Regions from separate parts of the Sus scrofa genome. Here region 1 is linked to region 2. The links are chromatin contacts, called in public promoter capture Hi-C maps. All regions are on one chromosome and are shown on one strand. The core of a region is the stretch at or near the end of the contact, and the rest is flanking DNA. Distances in the headings are between cores, read along the strand shown.

The links. Promoter capture Hi-C pulls out the DNA fragments that hold promoters and counts their contacts.
Region 1: a contact with region 2 is called in a promoter capture Hi-C map of fetal skeletal muscle, with 6 times the contacts expected there. The contact joins the promoter of PHF2 here to the promoter of IARS in region 2. A contact is called at or near these places in 2 of 5 promoter capture datasets (fetal liver and fetal skeletal muscle).

Annotation. Positions count from the first base shown.
Region 1 is chr3:42,987,103-42,990,132 of Sscrofa11.1, forward strand. PHF2 (lysine-specific demethylase PHF2) reads left to right here and starts at 1,506. Exons shown (of 22, transcript XM_021088179.1): 1 at 1,506-1,674. The coding sequence starts at 1,577. It overlaps LOC106509726 (a long non-coding RNA gene), which reads right to left and starts at 1,734. Exons shown (of 4, transcript XR_002342934.1): 1 at 1,627-1,734; 2 at 1-67.
Region 2 is chr3:42,020,898-42,023,959 of Sscrofa11.1, forward strand. It overlaps IARS (isoleucine--tRNA ligase, cytoplasmic), which reads right to left and starts at 1,713. Exons shown (of 33, transcript XM_021086986.1): 1 at 1,576-1,713.

The sequences.
Region 1 (3,030 bases), core at 256-2,755, 970 kb after region 2:
TCCTGCCTCAAGTCTGGAATTCTGTGCTTGTGGTGGCCAGCATCTCCCAGCAACATGCAGATTTTGCCTGGGGAGGGTGGAGAAGAAGCACAGAGTGAGAGAGCGTAGACAGATTCCTTCCTCTGAATTAGGAGCCAGCTCTGCTCTGGCATACTGAAATGAGGCCCCATGGATGCAGCAGCTAGGAGTGGGGCTGGGGAGAGCCCGCTATAGAATATGCCTTGGGAAAAAGATCCCTCAGAGCCAGGTCCCCTCCCCGTCTTACACTAAAGATCCTGACCATCCCAGGTGAGGTGGAAGGACCGCTCCAGGGCAAAGGCCCAGATCCACACTGGAGCACCTCTTCGGTGTCCCCCTTCCTCCTACATCCTTGTTGCCACCAGCAGAACTCAAGCAATTGGGGACACAGACAGGAGGCCTGGAACCTGCTGTTCTGCCTGCATCTTAGGTCTCCGGGGCTTGAGGGCTCTGACCAGGGCTCCTGGGCAGCTCAGATTCCAGGTAACTGTTTTCTCTTTATAGGGCTGACTCGTGCCAGCACGCTCCGGGTCCCCTAAATTCTGTGCTCCTCTGAGGGCTGAGCATCAAGGGAAGTCCAGAGTGAGGGAGGGTGGGCTGTCCTCAGCCAGGAATGAAGGGGAAAGAGAAGTTGTATTCCAGCCAGAAATTCAGTAGGGCGAGGTGGTGATGAGGGCACAGGAGGAACCCCCCTGGCTGTCCCCTGCCCCACTGCTGTATCACAAGAAAGTTAGAGCCAAGTAGTTGCTCCTCAGCCTTCTGAACCAGGAAGGACGCCCTCGGGGTCTCACCCCACACCCAGGGGGTCTCCCAGCCCTGCCCTTCCCCCTGGTCCCCTCAGTCCAGCCTCTCCGCGGGGACTCCCCCCACCCACCCGACGCCCCCCGCGCCCATCTTCTTCCAGGTGACGGTCTTCCAGCCACCCTCTTCCCTGGCTGGGGTTCCCAGCCCACCTTCTCCTTTGGAGGGGTTTCCCAGCCCACCTTTTCCCCTGGCAGGGTCTCCTCAGCCCCCCTTCTTTCCCTGCAGGTCCCCGACCCACCTTCTCCTGGCAGGCTCCCCGGTCCTTTTTCTCCCCTGGCAGGGTCCCCCCGGCCCACTTTCTCCCCGGCGGGGTACCCCGGCCCGCCTTCCCCGCGGTCCCCGGCCCGCCTTCCCGCGGCGGCAGCGGCGGCCCAGGCTGGCGGGCGGAGGCGGCGCCACCCGGGGCGCTGACGTAGAGGCCGCTCGGCGGCCGGGGGTCCCTTCGGTGGGGCCGCGGCTCCCCGCCCGCCGCCCCGCGCGTCCATTCCCTTTTGTGTCCCGCGCGCGGCCCGTCCCCCGCGCACACTCGCGCCCTGCGCCCCACGGGCCGGCGGGCGGCTCCCGGCGCGGCCCTGTACCGCGCGCCCCGCTTTGTGTGGACGCGCCGGCCGGGTGCGCGCGGGCTGTCGTGCGCCCCCGGCCCCGTCCCCGGCCCCGGCCCCGGCCCCGGCCCCGGCCCCCGCCCGGCCCGGCCCGCCCGGCCCGACCCGGGAGCGCAGCGCGGGCCGCGGGGCGGGCGGGCGGCGCGGCGAACATGGCGACGGTGCCCGTGTACTGCGTCTGCCGGCTCCCCTACGACGTTACCCGCTTCATGATCGAGTGCGACGCCTGCAAGGACTGGTTCCACGGCAGGTGAGCGCGCAGCCGCCCGGTTCCGGCCCCGGCCCCCGGCCCCGGCTCGGGCCCTGGCCCCCGGCCCCGGCCCGGCCCCGGCAGCGCTCCGCAGGCCCCCGCCCGCCGCCTCCCGCCGGCCGCGCGCCCTTTTGTGCCCGGGGCGGGGGCCGGGGCCGGGCGGGCGCCCCTCGCTGCCGCCGCGCACAAAGCGGGCCCGCGGGGGGCGACGGGCGGGGGCCGCGCCGGGAAGTTGGGGCGCCCGGCCGGCCCGGCTGCCTGACAGCGGGGCCGCGGAGGCCGGGCTCCGGAGGCCCAGGCCCAGCGCCCGCCGCCTCCCCCGCGAAGTTGCAGGAACTTTCCCCGCGCGGGCCCCGGAGAGTCGCGAGTGGCGGGCTCGGACGCTGGCGGGGCTGGAACTGACGTGGGGCCCGGCCAGGTGGCGGCCGGCGCGCCCACCCTCTGCCGCGGCCCGGAGCTCCGGCACCTCGTCCGAGCGGGACCCCTGCCCGGCCCCTGGTCCCTGCGGGGCCCCTGGACCCAGCCGGCCTGCGCGCCCCCGGGCGGGAGTGTGGGTGACAGAATGGTGTCCGTGTGTGGGTGCGGGTGTCGTGGCTTTGCCGCCTCCTCCCTGGCCGTCACGTTTCCCCATTCCCCTCCGCTCTGCTCCAGACACAGGCCCACCCTGGTTTTGACCTGACCTTATGCTCTCGGAGGAAAATGGGGTGGGGGGAGGTAAAGCTTGGCCTTTGCCTAAGACCATGACCTGGCCCTGTGCCGAGTTTTCAAAAGCCCGAGGCCCCCTCCCGCCCAGAAGTAAGTGGAGGAGGAGGAAGAGGAGGTGACACTGGTGCCCAAACTGCTCCAACAGGTTCTCATGTGTTTGGGCCTCAGCAGGACCCGCCAGCGGCTGGCCAGGGTGGTATGCCCTCCTAGGCTCCAGTCTGAAACCAGCAGGAGCAGGGCTGAGAGGGAGAGAGGAGCGTGTGTCGGGAGGTGGTTCCTCAGCTCCCAGAGAGGAAAAACTCCCCCCACTTTTAACTGCAGAGGAGCCAGTGGCCCTTAAATATGGGCCATGGTGTCTAGTTCTGCTAGTGGGGGAGCCAGGCAGCCAGATGTGACAGGGCTCGCTCAGGTTGGTCAGCGCCAGGCCCAAGTCCCAGCTCAGTGCCTGTGACATGGACCCCAGTGAGCAAAGGTGGGACTCCATGGGACAGGGATCCCCACTGAAATCCCCTGGGCCTCCTGGGCTGCTCTCCTGTGGATATCCAGGGCTGCGGGGACCCCACAGAGCAGCAGAGCCTTCAGTGTGAGCCCTGAAGTCTGCCCAGAACAGGGCTGCTCTGCACACCCACCAGTTGGCATCCTCTCAGAGTT
Region 2 (3,062 bases), core at 463-2,962:
CCTCCCACCTGCCTTTCTAATCTATCCAACTCCATGGGTTCCTCTTGGCAACAGTAATGGATAAGAGGGTTGGCTTTGGAATTAGACAGTTTTGGTGCCACAACTTAGTGTGTGAGCTATAGGAAAAGCTACTCAACCTTTAAACCTCAATTCTATCATCTGCAAAATAAAGGCTGTGAATATTCACAATGCTACTTTAATGTTAATGGCTATCACGACTCACACGTCACCTATGTAGACTACCATTATTATTTCTTTGTCCTCAAAATCTACAGTTCTACTCTGTTGTCCTGCCCAGTCACTATATCATCTTTCCAAAAAAATTTTTTTTTCTTTCTTAGCCGCCCTGCGGCATATGGAGTTCCCCGCTCAAGGATAAGATCCAAGCCGCAGTTGAGGATGGGCAACACTGGATCCTTTAACCCACCGTGCTGGGCTGGGGATTGAACCTGCGTCCAGGAGCTGCAGAGGTGCCACGGAAACCGTTGTGCCACAGTAGAAACTCCAAATCTACATTTAGCTGCCTTTTCTTCCCTTTAATTCACTCTTTAATCACTTGGGAAGAGAATATATTGTCCACCATCTTACTGATATTTACTTTTTAAATTTGTTTTTTAAAAGTTCAACATATTACAAGAGATCCCTAAATCAACTGCTTTGTCTCTGGTTTCATGCTTCCTGAGCTCTCTGAAAAACCTGAATGAATGCTCCAAGTAATACTGTCCCATCTAATAAAAACCTCTTCTGTATTCTTTTCAAACGCTTCATTCAGGAAGAAAATCATAAATTCATAAAGCTGGAAGCTAAGCATCATCTCCCACTAGTTCCTCACACAGACCCTAAGGTGCAGTTACTACACCAATTTCCCATCTCCTGAATCACGCAAACCTAAAATCCTGTTATAGTTTACATTATGGTCTCCTGGAGTTTCTCCCACAGTTCTTAATCATCTTCAAGGCCCCAAACCCACTGCAGTGTCTGAGAAGCGTTCTCTTTCTCCCACCCCCCAGATTCCACTTTAGAACTGTCTTCTTCCTCTGTGCACTTAGAATACTGTATTATTATACTGTGTAAGGGCCGAGGACCGGGGATGCTGTGCTCACTTCCCTCTAGCCTCAGACACCCAGCAATAAAGGCTCCTTCAAGGAAGCCTAAGAATTTTTTCTTAAGAACACCTAGCCGTCCAAGTAATCTCGTCCACCTTCTGAAGCTCTCCAGCAAGCTCGGTAACACCAAATTCCCAGAACCACACCACGGTTTAAGCACTACCAGAACCCGAGGCTGAATATGAGGCCCTTCCAAGAGATGTAACCCTCCGCCCGCGAGCCAAACCAGGATTGCTGCCGGAGCCCGAGTTCTTTCGCTCCACTTAGACCGGGCCGCCACCCCCCATCTTTCCCTTGGAAACAGATTTGCACGAAACTAACGCACAGACCAGAAGAAATATTTTTTTAAAATTCTGTGTGGTCTCCTTGGGCAGGAAGGGGCGTACCTGAGGGGCCCGTAGGCAGGACAGAGTGACCTTAGGGAGTCCCTGCGGGCAGGACGGGGTGACCTGAAGATCCCCTATCGTACCTGAGGGGCCTTCGGACCGAAGTACCTCAAAAATCTTACGCCGGGGCCAGACGGCCTGAGGTGATGCAATGTTCTGAAAGCATGAGGCGAGGAGAAGCGGGGCGGTCTGCACCGGCCAATCAGAGAGCTCCGATTCACACCTATCAACAAGCAGGGCGCCAACTGGCCGCCTGGGTCCCGGGTCACGCCCACCCGACCTGCACTGCGGTGTGCTCTGGGAAAGCGGCAGTGCGACTCCCCGGACAGCTGCCAGTGAGTGGCGGCGACGTGCTGGGTGCTTCAACGCAACAAGGGCGACGGTGGTAGACAGGACCGTTTTGTGGCCTCTGGGGTGGGGACTGACTGGGGAGGGGCACTGGGAGGAGGCCGATGTTGTGCATAGTGACTGGATGTTTTTATACGGGCGTTTCCCGTTGCCGGTCTTCACCTCACTGTATACAGAACATAAGTCAATCTCACCAGGCATAAACCAAATCCAGTGACAGTGGACTCAGTAACTGTGCGGCTGTGAGTGTTCAGTCTCCAGGCTGCTTTCCTAAGTGACCGTTAAGTAAAGCAGCCCTAGCATTAGGGCTATTTTTTAGTGTAGTGGAATCTGCAAAAATGCAGAGTCTTGGGGCACGCACTAGGTCTGCTGAGACCCTGGAGTGACAAAAATATGCATTTTAACAGGCATCCTGTATAATTCTGCTGCACACTAAAATTCCTGACCTGCCTATCTAAAAGGACACTCCTACTTCCTAGGGAAATGTAGAAGCTGCAGAAAGTCTGGGAGGAGCTGAAGCACTGATGGTCTGTGGTGTTCAGGGAAGCCTCTTCTGTGTTCTTCAGTGCCACCTCCAGAGTTCTAATGAATTTTACTGCAGAAATTACGTTAAACAGCCACATGGAGAGCTGTAACAAAAAGGAAGGAAATGTCTGACAAACTTTATAATTACTGCATCTTAAGGTCTCCTATATTGAAAACAACATATTTGCATATTTGTCTGCTAACATATATTTATTATCACTGCTGTGAGTCTGCCCAGCACATTCTGGATCTCCTGGTCAAAAACCAAAGGGACTCCGGAGCCATGAAAACAACAGGCATTGGCAGTAGACACTATGAAGGAAATTTTAAATTTTAGCTCTTGACAAAGTTAAGAGTGATTATATATGTAACTGTAGTGTATCAGATAGAGGGACAGGGAAAAAAACTCATCTGACTGAGAATATGTATAAAACATGTTGATAAGCTTCACTAAGAACATTTTGATAGTCTGTGTAGCATTCATTCAAGTCACTTATGGTTTATATAACCAGTTTATTTAGGGTTTAGGAACACCCTAAAGGGGTCAGAGTAAGGGATTTCACATCCTTGCCCAAAGGGGGAACTCTTATTAACTAGCAGTACTTGGAATGAGTTTTAATTTTCAAATTCCTCAAGTTGCCACCTTGGTCAGTTCATTTTATTATCTATCCAGACAGCCTAGGTTAGAGTAAGACAG